Regions from separate parts of the Rattus norvegicus genome. Here region 2 is linked to region 1. The links are chromatin contacts, called in public HiChIP or PLAC-seq maps. All regions are on one chromosome and are shown on one strand. Each heading gives the region's core, a stretch centred on a gene start, on an enhancer-like site or on the middle of the called end of the contact. The rest is flanking DNA. Distances are from core to core; before and after follow the strand shown. Region 1 has its middle 81 kb from the start of Usp24. Region 2 overlaps Usp24 (ubiquitin specific peptidase 24).

The links. HiChIP or PLAC-seq counts read pairs in DNA pulled down with a chosen protein or histone mark.
Region 2: an H3K27ac HiChIP or PLAC-seq map of oligodendrocytes shows a contact between it and region 1, with 7 times the contacts expected there. The contact joins two enhancer-like sites. A contact is called at or near these places in 7 of 12 Hi-C or Micro-C datasets (the A7r5 cell line, Schwann cells, frontal cortex and 4 more) and 1 of 1 datasets of contacts at active chromatin or transcription factors (oligodendrocytes).

The regions. Positions count from the first base shown.
Region 1 is chr5:126,224,999-126,232,172 of GRCr8, forward strand. No RefSeq gene overlaps it. Among named protein-coding and RNA genes, the nearest start is that of Usp24, 81 kb to the right of the region's middle. Within about 2 kb of position 3,658, at least 41 of the 93 cell types and tissues checked have an H3K27ac peak or open chromatin away from gene starts, as enhancers often do.
Region 2 is chr5:126,323,020-126,330,193 of GRCr8, forward strand. All of the region lies in intron 1 of Usp24 (ubiquitin specific peptidase 24), which reads left to right. Among named protein-coding and RNA genes, the nearest start is that of Usp24, 17 kb to the left of the region's middle. Within about 2 kb of position 2,757, at least 5 of the 93 cell types and tissues checked have an H3K27ac peak or open chromatin away from gene starts, as enhancers often do.

The DNA of each region.
Region 1 (7,174 bases), core at 2,408-4,907:
CTATCCTGTAAGAGGCCTCATGACATTGAACAGAGTAAAAAGCAATACACACACACACACACACACACACACACACACACACACACACACAATATTGTGAGAAGACACATGGGAAATAGTATAAAAGTCAAGACCTGACAAACAGATATCCTAGTCAAATTGAGTTTAGGGAATGTTTATAAATGAGTTATAAAAGTACAGTCAGAGCCAGGAGTGACCCTGCATGTATTTAACCCCAGTGCAAGCAGGAGGCAGACAGGAGGAACCCAGCCTGGGCTACAGAGTGAGTTCCAAGACAGCCAGGGCTACATAAAGAAACCTTGTCTCTAAAACTAAATAAATAAATAAAATGAGAGAGAGAGAGAGAGAGAGAGAGAGAGAGAGAGAGAGAGAGAGAGAGAGAACAGTCAGGATGCAGAGAAGCCACAGGATCACACCTTCAGATACAGCCAAACCCCAGAAGAGGCAATGGTTGTAGAATAGGAACTGTGACCTCAAGATATACAAAAACCCATTCTCCCCAGCTCTCTGAGCACCAGAAGCCAAAGGGAAAGCAGTTACGGAGTAAATCCCCAGATCACCTTCCTAAGTCACAGAGCAAGATGGCAAAGGACAGAAAGTGGATCCACCTCACACAATAACTGTCAAACCTTTGTCCTTAACAGAAGTTGGACCAAGGCTGTTGTATGCAGATACTATTGAATGTTAGAGAGGTTTGAATAAGAATGGCCCCCAGAGGCTCATATATTTAAATGCTTGGTCACCAGGGAGTGGCACTCCTTAAGAAAGATTAGGAGATTTGGCCTTGGAAGAAGTATGTCACTGGAGGTGAGCTTTGAGGTTTCAAAAGCCCAGGCCAAACCTAGTGGTTCTCTCTCTCTGCTGACAGCAGATCCAAATGTAGAGCTCTCAGCTACTTCGCCAGCGCCATGTCTGCCTGTGTTCTGCCATGCTCCCACCATGATGACAATGAATTAACCCTAAAACTATAAGCCAGCCCTAATTCAATGCTTTCTTTTATAAGATTTGTCATGGACAATAGAACACTGACCAAGACACATGTTAAAAAATAAAAAACTTTACATTAAATAACCATGAGACTGGACTGGAGAGATAGCTCAGCAGTTAAGAAGACTGGTTGCTCCTTCAGAGGACCTGGATTCAATTCCCAGCACCCACATGACAGCTCACAACCATCTGTAACTCCCATTCCAAGGGGTCTGATGCCATCTCCTGGCCTTCAAGGACACTCTACACGTACGACACAGACATGCAGACAAAACACCCATACACACAAAATAATGAAAATGATTCTTTAATGTTTTTTAAACCTATGGGTAGAAGCCAGGTATAGTGGTACCAGCATATAATCCCAACACTTGAAAGACTAAGGCAAAAGATGGTGAGTTTAGGACTGGCCTCTGCTGAATAATGGGTTCAAGAACAGCCTAAGCTCTCTGTCTACAGTTTAGGAAATGGCTCAGTGTGATATAGCACTTTCTTGGCATGCCCAACACCCTGGGTTTGGTGCCTATCACTGCAAAAGAATTACAGATAAGCAAATAACCATGTTTATGCATGAGAAGTAGACTTCTTGCTGATTTGTACTTGGAGGAAAACCATAATAGAGTTTCAATTAGAATGAGAGTAATTTCCAGAGCTTTAACTTCTCGAGTTTGTTTCAACAGAGCAATGAACAGCTTTTCTTAGAATTAGACAGGGAGAAAAGTTTTCATTAGGTGATGAGAGGATTGATAAATTTTACATAAAAACTAGAATAATTTTAAGTATAGGGGAAGAATATGTTCCTATACAATGTCTTTTTATGTATTTCTTTTACTATTTATCTTTATTTTGAGACAGGGTCTCTCTATGTAGCCTTAATTATCCTGGAACTCTCTATGTAGATCAGGCTAGCCTGGAACTCACAGCAATTTTCCTGCTTCTACCTCTCAAGTGCTGGGATTAAAGGTGTGTGCCACCAATCCTGGCAATATCTGCCTTTTCAAAGATGTTTCCTGTGTGTGTGTGTGTGTGTGTGTGTGCGTGTGTGTGTGTGTGTGTGTGTTTGAGTGTGTGCCTGAAGGTAAGTATGTGCATGGTGTATATGTGTAGGTGTGTATGTACCTGGTTGAGTGTGTACATGTGGGTGAGTGTGTGCATGTGGGTGAGTGTGTGTGAGTGTGTGTATGTGTGTGTGCAGATGTGTGTGTGCAAGTGTGTGAGTGTGTGCAGATGTGTGTGTGCAGGTGTGTGTATGCAGGTGTGTGAGTATGTGCAAGTGTGTGAGTATGTGCAGGTGTGTGTGAGAGAGTGTGTGCAAGTCTGTGTGAGTATGTGCAGGTATGTGTGCATGTGTGTGAGTGTGTGCAGGTGTGTGTGAGTGTGTGCAAGTGTGTGAGTGTGTGCAGTTATGTGTGCATGTGTGTGAGTGTGTGCAGGTGTGTGAGTGTGTGTGTGTGAGTGTGTGTGAGTGTGTGCAGGTGTGTGTGAGTGTGTGCAGTTATGTGTGCATTGTGTGAGTGTGTGCAGGTGTGTGTGAGTGTGTGCAGGTATGTGTGCATGTGAGTGAGTATGTGCATGTGGAGTCAGAGAGCTCAACATCAAGTATATTCTATCACCATCCAAGATTTTTTTAATTAGAAAATGTTTTCATACAATATATTTTCCTGTATTCCAACTCATTACAGATAGCCACCCCCTTACCCACCTACCTTCATGTTCTCTCTCAAAATAAAACAAACAAAACCACACAGTTTGTTTAGGGTTGGCCAACTACTCTTGAGCGTGGGGCTTGCCCTGAACTGTGCTTGATATAGCCAGTGTCACTCCACCAAAGAGAACCGATCTGTCTTCTCCCATCAGTTAATCCGTGGCTTCTTGGCCAGGGTGCCACTTTGTGCCCACTTCTTCTTCCATATGCTGGGATTTTGTCCAGCTTTAATATGTGTAGGTCTTGTGGGTCTGGCATAGCCTCCATGAGTTCATACATGCGTCACCCGCGTTGTGTCTGGACTGTTGCCTTGGAGTCTCCATCCCATCTTATTTTTTTTTCAGACAGGGTCTCCCACTGAACCAGGAGCTCTCCTTTCAGATAGGCTGCCTGGCCAGAGAACACCCATCCCTCCCCTCCTGTGTCAGCCCTCACAATGCTGATGCCCGAGTTTTAGATGATTTGGGTTCTGAATTTAAGTCCTCACGCTTATGCAGCAGGCACTCTACCCACTGAGCCATCTCCCTGGACCCATTTCATATTCTAAACATGTGAAAAAAGTGTGTGTGTGTGTCTGTGTGTGTGTGTGTGTGTGTGTGTGTGTGTGTGTGGGTGGGTGGGTGTGGGTGTGGGTGTGGGTGTGGGTGTGGGTGTGGGTGTGTGTGTGTAAGCGCGCGCGCATTACTGGTTCAAGGTGTAAAACATTTCTCTCACTACAGGCTACAGTAAAAAGTGTTTGAAGTTGGTAACTGGCAAGTGTAAGCTTAAGACCTCATCCCTGAATCCCGCAGGCAGCCAGTGGGTCTCCAAGACACAAATAAACGGATCTCTTCTAGGGCTGAAATCAACAGAGCTTCTTGCTCCTCTCCTCACAGCTGAGTGTGGCTAGGGCCCAGAAGAAAACTGGCACTGTTTGTCTAGGGGCTGTACCGAGAACAAAGAGGGAGTTTGTCCTGAGGCCTGCCAACCCAGCCTCCTTCACAGGCGCTAAATTCATTCAGCATCGCTGCCCTGCAGGCTGCCCCGCTGGCCCGGTGGGCCTGCCAGCCTCTTCCACAAGGAGTTAGTGTCAGATCTGGGCAGCTCTCTCTGCCTGAGGCAACGGACATTCAGATAGCCTGTGAGAATCGGAAACGGAGGCCCACGCCACTTGAAAAATAACATCCTCCCCCACACTCCACGAGGAAGACCCAGGAAGTCAACAGCTCTCCAGATGTGAGCCAGCGTGGGAAGGACTCTAGTGTTCTGCCTCTCTCCCTCCCAATATCTTCCTCTCATCTCTTGTTACTTAATGGAGGCGCTGGCTTTCCCAGAGTCCACTTCCTCTAAGCAATGTGAGGGAAAGAAGGGAAGACAAACTACTAAGTTTTTCTACACACACACACACACACACACACACACACACACACACACACACTGCAAATAACTAATTGTAATAAAAAAAACTTCTTAAAAATTAAAAATATGACCAAAAGGTGGTGGCTTGGGTCCTTAATCCCAGCACTTGGGAGGCAGAGGCAGGTGGATCTCTGAGTTAGAGGCCAGCCTGGTCTATAGAGGGAGTTCCAGGACAGCCAAGACTACACAGAGAAACCCTGTCTTGAAAAAACAAAATAGATGAATAATATGTGGGAAAATGATAACCTCCTTCTGGGAGGGTGGAGTAGACATCCTTTCCCTTGCTTTTCTGCAGGGTTTCTAGTAAAACTAAAAATCAAAGTAAAATCTCTCTCTCTCTCTCTCTCTCTCTCTCTCTCTCTCTCTCTCTGTCTCCCTCCCTCCCTCTACTCCCCTTTCTCTCTGTGGATTGAGATGGGGGAGGGGCTGAATATGAAGTAAATTTAAGTTGACTCTGAAAGGTGAAGAGAAGACAGACCAGATGGGGCCCATGTGGGATGATGACTCTGACAGGAAAGGATATATTCTTCAAAGGGACATTGCGCTCCTTCCTTCTTTCTGCTATCAGGCTATTGAAACATTTGACCCCAAAGAATTAAATTTGCTGAGGAATCCCAAGATGGCAGGAGGCTGAGGCCTTGGTGTTGGCCAAAGGAGGAACTGGTCCCACAAGGATTCCATAGCATTCCGACAGCTTACCTCAGTTAAATTAGCATGTGATTGCCTCCAGGCCTGTGCTTCAGACATTTTATAAGATTGTAACACCTCTAGAAAACACCATGGTGAGTGCCTGGGTTTCCCCTTTTCCTTCATGTAGCCTACAGTTGATGTTAAAGAAGGCTTTGGTGTGAAAACATCGAAGGATAAAGGTCAGAAAAGCTCCAGTTAGCCTGGCCTCCTCACCCAAAGGACTAGTATGAGGTGGTTTAGAAAGACAGAAAACTGTTGAGCTGCAGAGATGGCTGGGGGGAGGGGAGGTTGAGGTGCTTGATGAACAAGCATGGAGTTCTGAGCCCCCTGCACCTGATGGAAAAAGCCGGGCGCAGTAATTCCAAGCACTGGGAAGTGACACAAAGATCCCCGGGGACTTGATGGCCAGACAGACTCCAGAAATGGCACGCCAGAAATGGTTTCATTGAGAAAACCTGTCTCAAAAAGACAAGGTGGAGCACAGTCGAGGGAGACACTTAGTAACCTCTGGCTCCTGTGTGCCTTTGTGTGTTCATGCACACACGTAAGCACAAAGGAAAACGGAAAAGGTTTGAACAAAATAATTCTAATAAAACCAAGCACTACAAAATAACAGAAGAGGGAGCCTGGATTCTACCTTTACCAGGTTGTATTGGGACATCTTAGACTTCTAGTGGGAAGGTATCAGTGAAAGCCAATCGGGAGCTGGTTTCCTCTTGGCTAGGTGGCAGCAAGCATCCCTGACATTGTTATCAGCAGAAACCGTGGGAACTGTGGGAGGCCTAGACCTCTACCACACTCAGTGGTAACTAGGTACCCTGCTTCTCTCTGCTGGGAGGTTACTGGTAAAGGCCTCATACAGGGCACCCCTCCTGGCAGAAAAAACCCTTCTCCTCTTCTCATGGTCCATCCTTCTCTATTGAGGTTCATAGCACAATACTTTCCCACCGTGTTCTCTCATGATGGAAGAAAAGGCAATGTTCCTGGGTTTATAAGAGTTTTTAAAAAGCTAAGCAAACACGGAACAGAATGAGTCCGCAGGACTTCTCATCAAGACTTCTGTAAAGGCCTTATCTTCAGTGTAAATCTTCAGAGGTGAAGGTTTGGGGAAATGATAGTGTCAGGAGGCCATGACTTCTGGTTTAATCACTGACGGATCCATGACTGAAAAGACTCTTTCAGGACAGAAACTGAGGACCACCAGTGAAGGAGGTGGGTATCTGGGATGTGTGTGTGAAGGGTATTTCTTAGCACAGCCTCTTTTGTCCTTGGGGCCCTTGGCTTTCTTGATGCTTTGAGGTAATCAACTGTGATCTACCATAGCCTCCCTCTGCCATTGAAGGCCGACTTACTATGGCTGCACAGCAGCACAGCAAGCCAAGGTGGACTGGAGCCCCTGGAACTGTAAGCCCAAATAAACCTTTCCTCTTCTAAGACGATTTGCTCAAGTATTTTATCACAGGGACAAATGACTGACACGAACATACATTGTCATCAAGCCTCTGGAAATTAAGACCAAAATATTAGAAGCCACAGAAAGTAAAAACACTTTCTCAAAAAGGAAAACCAACCTGAATGACACCAGATTTCTCTTCAGGCGACACACATGAGAAGAAAGTGACACAGCGCGCTGGGCATGGTGGCACATACCTGTAATATAATGCGAGCACCTGTGAGGTGGGCTACATTAAACTACACGCTATCAAAAACAAAAGAAAACACTGGGACTGTCGGCACACACCAGCACTTACGAGGCAGAAGCAGGCAGATCTCTATAAGTTCAAGGCCAACCTGAGGGACATTGTGAGTTCCAGGACAGCCAGAGCTATTCAGAAAAAAAAAAAAAAAAACTAATGAAGTTTTCTGAAATCAAAAACTAGAAAATATACTCAAACATCAATACCTAAAGAGCATAGTAAAGAAGTTGTAGGTAAATAAAATATAGTTTCCAACCAACCATAGCATACTGGGACATTTATCACAGAGAAATGAAAATATATGTTTATTTAAAAACTGTACCACACACACGTCGTTCTAGCAATAGTCAAAGACCACGAACAACCCAGATATTCTCTCAAATAGTAATCAGGTCATCATCATGACCCTGACTTGTCTTCCTGTACACATCTGGAAGACACTGCTGCGAGCCGGCCCCTCATCCACTCTCACCTGGTTCAGTTATTTTAATAATAGACACAGATGTGACCTCTGCTGCCTGCCACTCAGTTCACAGTTTGGGGAAGCAACGTGCAATCAAATAGACGCTGTCGATTGCTTCAGCAATCCCAGTCAGTTTACCGCTATCCCAAAACCAAAGGGTGCCCAGCACAGAAAGCTACTTTAAACATTTGCCAGAGGAGCCTTGGGTTGTTC
Region 2 (7,174 bases), core at 1,507-4,006, 97 kb after region 1:
CAATCAAAGGTGACTGTATTAGGTTGGCTTACATAGACAGTACAGTCTGTGTAGTCCAGCAGTGGCTGTCTCACACTGGAGAGACTGAGAGGCTGTAATGCTAGAACAGATTCATAGTCTCAGTCTGGCACTGAAGACTGGGGGAATCCTGGGTGCTATTGGTCTTCAGTCTGTTTTGGAAGCCCCAGGAAGCTGGCTCTGTTACCAGGAAGGCGTGCTGACAGACTAACAAGGAGTGAAAGCAAGCATGTACAAAGCTCTCCTCTCTGCTGCCATGTTTAGGGAGGTCACCCCCTTTAGATGGCTATAACACCTCACAGGCGGGCCAAGCAGCTTACCCTTTGGTTGATTACAGATCTAGCCACGTTGACAGTGAAAATTAGCTGTCACAGGAACTACTTTACAAAAACTAGAAATATTTGGTTCAGGTATTTGCTTTGTTGTTATTCCTAACCATGGAATTCTCTAACCATGTTGTTATTCTCTAACCATGAGAAAACTCTGATTCCACAGAATTTATCCATATTGAGCCTGCGTTTTTTAGTTTGTCTTTCTGCTCTGCGCACCTTTTTTCTGTGCTTGCCCTCCATGTGTCCTTCCCCATTATCAGCATTTTGTTCTCTTAATTATTGCTATGTTCTGATTGATCTCTGTCTTATCTACCTACCAGCTTTTGAAAGGGCCATAACTGAATTTGAAACAGCTATCTTACGAGGTTTGTTTTAAGGTAGAGGATAGATTACGGAGGAACACAGGTAGACCCTGACAGCACAGTTAGCGGCCTTTTGTGTTCCTGCTTCGCCTAGCACTGTGAGACTTGTGAGGTCACTGGTAGGGTCTGTCCGCAGTGTTTAGGATTCTAATCACCTGATTCTTTCAGTCCTTTACATACAGTTACTGTGCATTCTTAAAAGAGCAGCACAGCTGTTTCTGTTATTTTTATTAAATGGAAAGAATTCTCTGAATAAAAACTGTAGATGTATATTAAATAGTGGTTTAGATTGTATCTGTTTGATAAATAACACATTTTATACTGAAATATCAGAACAGCAAAATAGTTAATACCAGTTTACTAAAACTAACCATTCAGATTGGCTAGTTTTTTTGTCAAGAACTTACCATGTTTGCTAGGCACTGAGGTAGGTATTGAGAACAGATGTAAGGATGCAGAAATTAGATATAGTCCCCTCTTCGAATTTTTGTCATTGCTGTGGTGGAGACCTGACAAAGGCAGCTTAAAGGAGGGGGGATTTATTTTGTCTCAGTCTATCATGTAAGGAAGGCATGGCATCGGGGATTGGGATGTGGGGGGGATCCCACACTTTTTATCTGAACAAATCAGGAAGCAGAGAAAAGGACATGGCTGCTTTTCTCCTAATTTCATTTTCAGCTGTAGCCCCCAGCCAGGGGTGCTGTTGCACACATCCAGGCCAGGTTCTTGTTTTAGTTCAGTCTCTCCAGCATCATAACACAAAGCTATCTGTACCTCCCTGTGCCCTAGACATTTCTTAATCCATTTAAGTTGACCATAGAATTAACCACCATACTTCTTTATTACAGCCTTGAGCCTAGTAGATGTTTTGTGTTCAAAGTGTAATAAATTATATTTGATTTTTTAGAAGCTAGAGACTTTAAAATTATGAGTTAAGTATGAAGAAATGTAGATTTATCAAAAGAATTTGCATAGTGCCTTAGAATTTTTGTGATATAATTTATCTATAGTGGTATCCATTGCCAGGAATCAAATTTTTTAAGGGAAATTTTTTTATTGCTATGGACAGAATTTTTATTTACTTACCTGTTTGAATGTTTCATATTCATGGGTTGATATTTTCTCAACTACTGTCTCCTAAGAATAGTGCCATTTATTTATTTTTTCCTAAAAGCATAAATCTAAAAAAAATACAGCAGTTTATTTTGTACATAGACAGGACTTACTATGAAGCCCTGACTGACCTGGAACTTACGTGTAGACCATACTGATCTTGAATTCAGAGATCTACCTGCCTGTCTCCCAGAGTACCTGACCATTGCCTGCTTGGTTTTTGTTGTTATTTTGTTTTGGGTTTGGTTTTTTGTTTTTCTTAAAGATGGGTTCTCATATTGTGGCCATCCACTACCTTCCTTCCCAAGTGCTGGGTTAGAAGTGTAAGCTGCCACATCTGGATAGGAACTAATCTTTGATCTCAAAAGAAGTCCCTTAGAGCTGGATGGATGCGGGAAATGTCTGGGACACTTGTTGGAGAGGCATAGCAGCAACCCTGTGAATGAAAGCCTTGCAGAGCCACTCAAAGTTGGGCTCTGGCTTATTATTCCTGTTTCGATTTTTACAGTATGTTTTATGTTGAAATGCTAACCAACGCAATAGTTTGCCAACATTATTTTCACTTTGTGTGGTTACATCTCATGGCTCATGCCTCATTTTGAAATGTTCAGGTGGATTAGAGTCGCAGTGGATTATTGCTGCCTCAGTCTTACACACACAGACAAGCGCGGTTTGTCTCTGACAGAATGTTATGCATTTGGTGAGTAGTAACACTCATTTCCTGTTGGAATGATGCAGGCCAAATATATTCCTTTGTACCATAAAAGCAGTAGTTTATAATATGTGTTCAGAGAGGCCCACGAGTGTCAGCAGTGGATGGCAAGCAAGTCCTATTCGATCTTCATCACTCTTGGTTAGCATCTAGAACAGGTCTGCAAAAAAGGAATTCTAAGCATTCACTAAGGGTTAAAGGTCAGAAAGGCAGCACTGCATTTCATTCACCCAGTCATAGTGATTAGAATCTGGAGAGAAGTATCAAGGCTGCATAACAAGACATTCCTTACAAAACAGAAAACTTGACAGAGCTGTTTTCTGCCATTTCTTCTCTTATTCTGGCAAATAAAGTTTCATGTTATAACTTTAGGGATTAAAATAAAAGATTTGTCTCAGGGCTGGAAGGGACCATACAGATCTTGGCGTGTCAAATCTTGCCACTTAAAGGACAGTGACTTTTGGCTCATTATCAAAATCAAGAAAAATAAATCTTCCTCCTGCCTCTTGGGGTAGATACTGTTTACCTTTTAAAATGTCTTTTTTTTTTTTTTTTTTTTTTTGAAGTCAGGGCCTCTCTTTGTGGTTCAGGCTGGCCTCGAGTGTACAATAATCTTCCTGCCTCAGTCTCCCAAGTACTGGGATTAAAGCTTGCACCATCACACTCAACTTTGTTCAAGAGAGGGTGTCTGTAGGCCAGCTGGCCTTCAGTTTGCAGCAATCCTCCTGCTGTTGCCTCTTGAGCATTAGCGCCGACTGTGCACTAACTTCGTAAGTTAGTGAAGGATGCTAGGTTTCAGGAGGAGGAGGCCAGGCAGTTGCTATCGGTTGCCAAGATGCTGTGTCAGCTATCACTGTAGCGCTTCCAGGCCCTCCCCGAGTGTATGCAGTCAGCACGGGTACTGAATCCTTGAAAATAAGCTGTACAGTCAGTCCTGGGCCAGTACATTGCCTGACTTACAACTGTTTCAGATGTGTCTCCTTCAGGTCTTTTAAACTGCTCTTTTGTTTTCTGTATATTAAACATAGAATGTATGTTTACCATCTGGGAGTTTGTGTACATTTGTAAATTTGAAATTAAGCATTTTGAAAGGTAACTTGGAACAGTATTAACATGTTTAAAACATTTGACCTAGATTCTGTATGTTAATAACTGTAGAAATAAAACAACAAATTAGTGAACTCTTAGAGGATACTATAAAAAGTCAGCTTTAAAACATGACGTATCGCATTATGACTCCTTGTCTGCACAAGGCTTTTCTCCTATCTGACCTCCCTTGCTGCCTTCTCTTTCTGCTCTTGCTGCATTGATAGACTGACCTTAAGAGTTAATCCACAACATTGCTAGTGTTGTCGGTTTGACCCTGCACTTGTCTGTTCTCTACAAAATAGACTTAGCATAGCCTTGTGGTTGGTGAAGCCCTCTAAGACCTCAAAGGCTACCATACTCAATGTGCTGTTAATCACTTTATTAATAGCTGTCAGTTAAGGCTTCATCGAGCATAACCTTCCATTACACAGCGTAGCCTCTTACTCCTTCTCCCTGTCCCTTGCTAGAAGTTCCTTCTTGAATTTGAATAGAAACTTTTACATATTATGGCATTTCCCCACTGTATTGATACTGTTATTTTTCGCTAGTACTGAATCGGGTGCTTCGAGGCCTGGGTTGGTCTCCCGTCCCCCTAAGGTCTAAGGAGCATTTAATATCAGGTACTGAGTCAAATGAAAGGCTCTGAGCTTTGTCGTTTGTTTTTATTTGTCGCCATCACTGTTTTGAAATATCTGTTCCATTCATGTGTATCATATAATCCCCTAAAGTTATGTTGCTTAAAACTCTATCCACCCGTCCATCCGTCCATCAGTCTATCTATGTTTTAGAGACAAAGTCCAGCTGTGTAGTTCTGTCTATCGGAACTCTCTGTGTAAACCAAGCTGGTAGCCTAAAATTTTAAACCATCACTGAAGGTCATCTAAGTTTTAGGAGTTTTTGAGCAGATTCCTGTCAGGGTGTTTTCTTTCGATCACAGTACGAGGGAACAGCTTATTTGAACTCTTGCCAGCGTTTTAATAAGGAGCCAGTTTTGGGCCTTAACACATTAAATGTGGTCTTCGGTCTTTGGTGCTGCTTCCTTTGCTTTATGTGTTTCTCTAGCTCATAGAACAGCATCGTCCATAGGAAAGGACACACACAATAGATGCTTTCAAAACAGCCTTCGTTTTTAGAAGGAGTGGACTTCAGTAGCAGATTATTTGTAGAGACTATCGTTTCTGGTGACAAAAGAGAAAACATTTTACCACGCCATTAAGCCAGGAGGGCTGAGGATGTGTGCGGTTGGTGGCGTGCTTGCCCAGCCTGAATGGAGCTCTGGGTAGCCTAGGACCACCTAACTCAGCACAGTGGTGTGTGCCAGTACTCAGTACTCAGTACTTGCAGTGCAATCACTACGGGTCTCCTTGACTGTCAGGGCTAACAGTTTTAATCATCCTTCATGTACAGGACAATTTCTTCAACAAATAGATATCCAGCCTAAACTATCATTTGAGCCAGGGTCAAGAGTCATACAACTAATGGTGAGACTTCACCCCATATTTGTTGGTTTGTATCTTTAATGTTTTATTTTTTGTCAATTTAATCCATGTATATTATGTCTTTGGGTCTTTTTCACACACACCCCATCTCCCTCTTACCTGTCTTATTCCTGTGGAGCCCCTCCTTCCCAACAAGCCCCTTTTCATTTTCATGTCTTTTGTTTCTTTGTGTGCTTGGCTGCTTTTGTTGTTTTTTGTGACCCAATGATAAGTAGGATTGTATGCAGCACAGTTCAGGGTATCTTAACTGTGGTTATACCACTGGGGTGTGGGGAATGATTCCCTCTCCCTAGCAAGCAGCGGCTCCCCAGGGAGAGGCAGTACTCATGAGCCCCTCCTCCATCTGTGGTGGAGTGCTGATGGACCCCATCTTGGATGGATTGTCAGTGGGTAACATGTATGAGCAGCAGCAGTGCTGTGTCCAGAAGACAGCCCTTTACAGCTTGTCTCTCCATCCTCTGGTCCTGCACCCACTCTTCCGCAATTTTCTTATCACACTTGACCAGGTGTGAGTCCTCAGTGGCTGTTACTCACTATGAAGAGAAGCTTCCTTACCTGGGGTGACAATCACTTTTGGACTTACAGTCCTATGTTCTCTCCACACCAGGAACAGTAGGGCCTGCCTTCTTCCTTTTGTGTTTTACTCACCGTGATCCTCAGGTCTCACTTTTGGATCGTTTTCTTACAAATGAATTATCTGACAGCTGAAAACATTAAGGCAAATTAGAATGCATCACATGAATGAACATTGAGTCTCTTCTAGGAGTAATATAAAAGAACTTTTAAAGGAATTATACTCTATAAGTGAAATATTTGTGTAGATAACCTCTTAAGGTGTATTACTTTACTCTTGTTCATTTGGAATTTGGGTTTTCAGAGCATACTCTTCCCCCCCCCCCCCCGCCTCTTACACACACACACACAGACACACACACACACACACACACACACAGAGAGAGAGAGAGAGAGAGAGAGAGAGAGAGAGAGAGAGAGAGCGAGCTCAAGCCAGCGAGCTGGAGAATTCTTGTTCATACTGGAAAGTGATCTTATTTATTCAATGCCCACAAAAACTTTTGTAGTTAGAAGCAAAGCAAAAAATGACACGTTTCTCTCCCAAGTTAGTAAGTGAAGTTTGGAGGAACATTCTATTGTGCTCAGGTAGGTATTAGAATTATTTCAAGATAGTTTTTAATTAAAATTTCATCTAGAAAGAGGAACCAGGCAGTGCTAGAGTGACCTAAGCATTGGGTGCAAGAGCTGCTCAGGCAGATGTTCTGGGTACACAGGAGAGACTGTGTAAGGATCTGGGCAAGAGTTAGACACTGGAGACCGAGGAGACAAGACACAGCTCCTTCTGTTGTGTCCATAGCCTGATTGCAGGCACCAAATACCCAAGCACGTGGCTTAAAACAGCAATAATTTGGTATTAGGAAGATAAGAAATGTGATTTAACTATGTCACTCTGAATTGCCTGAGTACACAGCGTTCTCTGAGCCCAGTGTCCCTTCCCCTTCTCTTCAGTTTTGCAAGTATTTATCAGGTGCCTAACAGTCACTGATTCGTTCTTCAGACATTAATGGAGCATCTTTGTTTCTGTGCCTCGCTTAGATGATACAACAAAAGATATCCTCCCTGGTGAAACCTGTGTATTGTATGTAGTCCAGGGAAGACAGGAAAATAAGTAAAACAAAATATGTTTCAAACAAACAAACCAGTAAGATAAATAAGTAAAATGTAGAATGTTGTGAGGTTTTAAGTACTATGGGAGAAAGTAGGGGCAGCTAATTAGACTAAGTATGTAGGATGACAGGGCAGGATGCTTTTAAAATAGATTGTTGAGGGCAGGCTTCATGGAGGAGGTCATGTCTGAACTAAGACCTGAAGAAGGTGAGGGCGCTGCCTCTTAGGGAGATTGTGCTCTGTAGAACGGCATAGTAAGCACTTAAAGCTAGCAAACCATAAAGGCTGCGTCTCTCAGCTCTGCTGTTGTCCGATGAACGTAACCAGATGAACGAATAGGTTTGTGCTCCAGGATTAGCTTTATCTAAA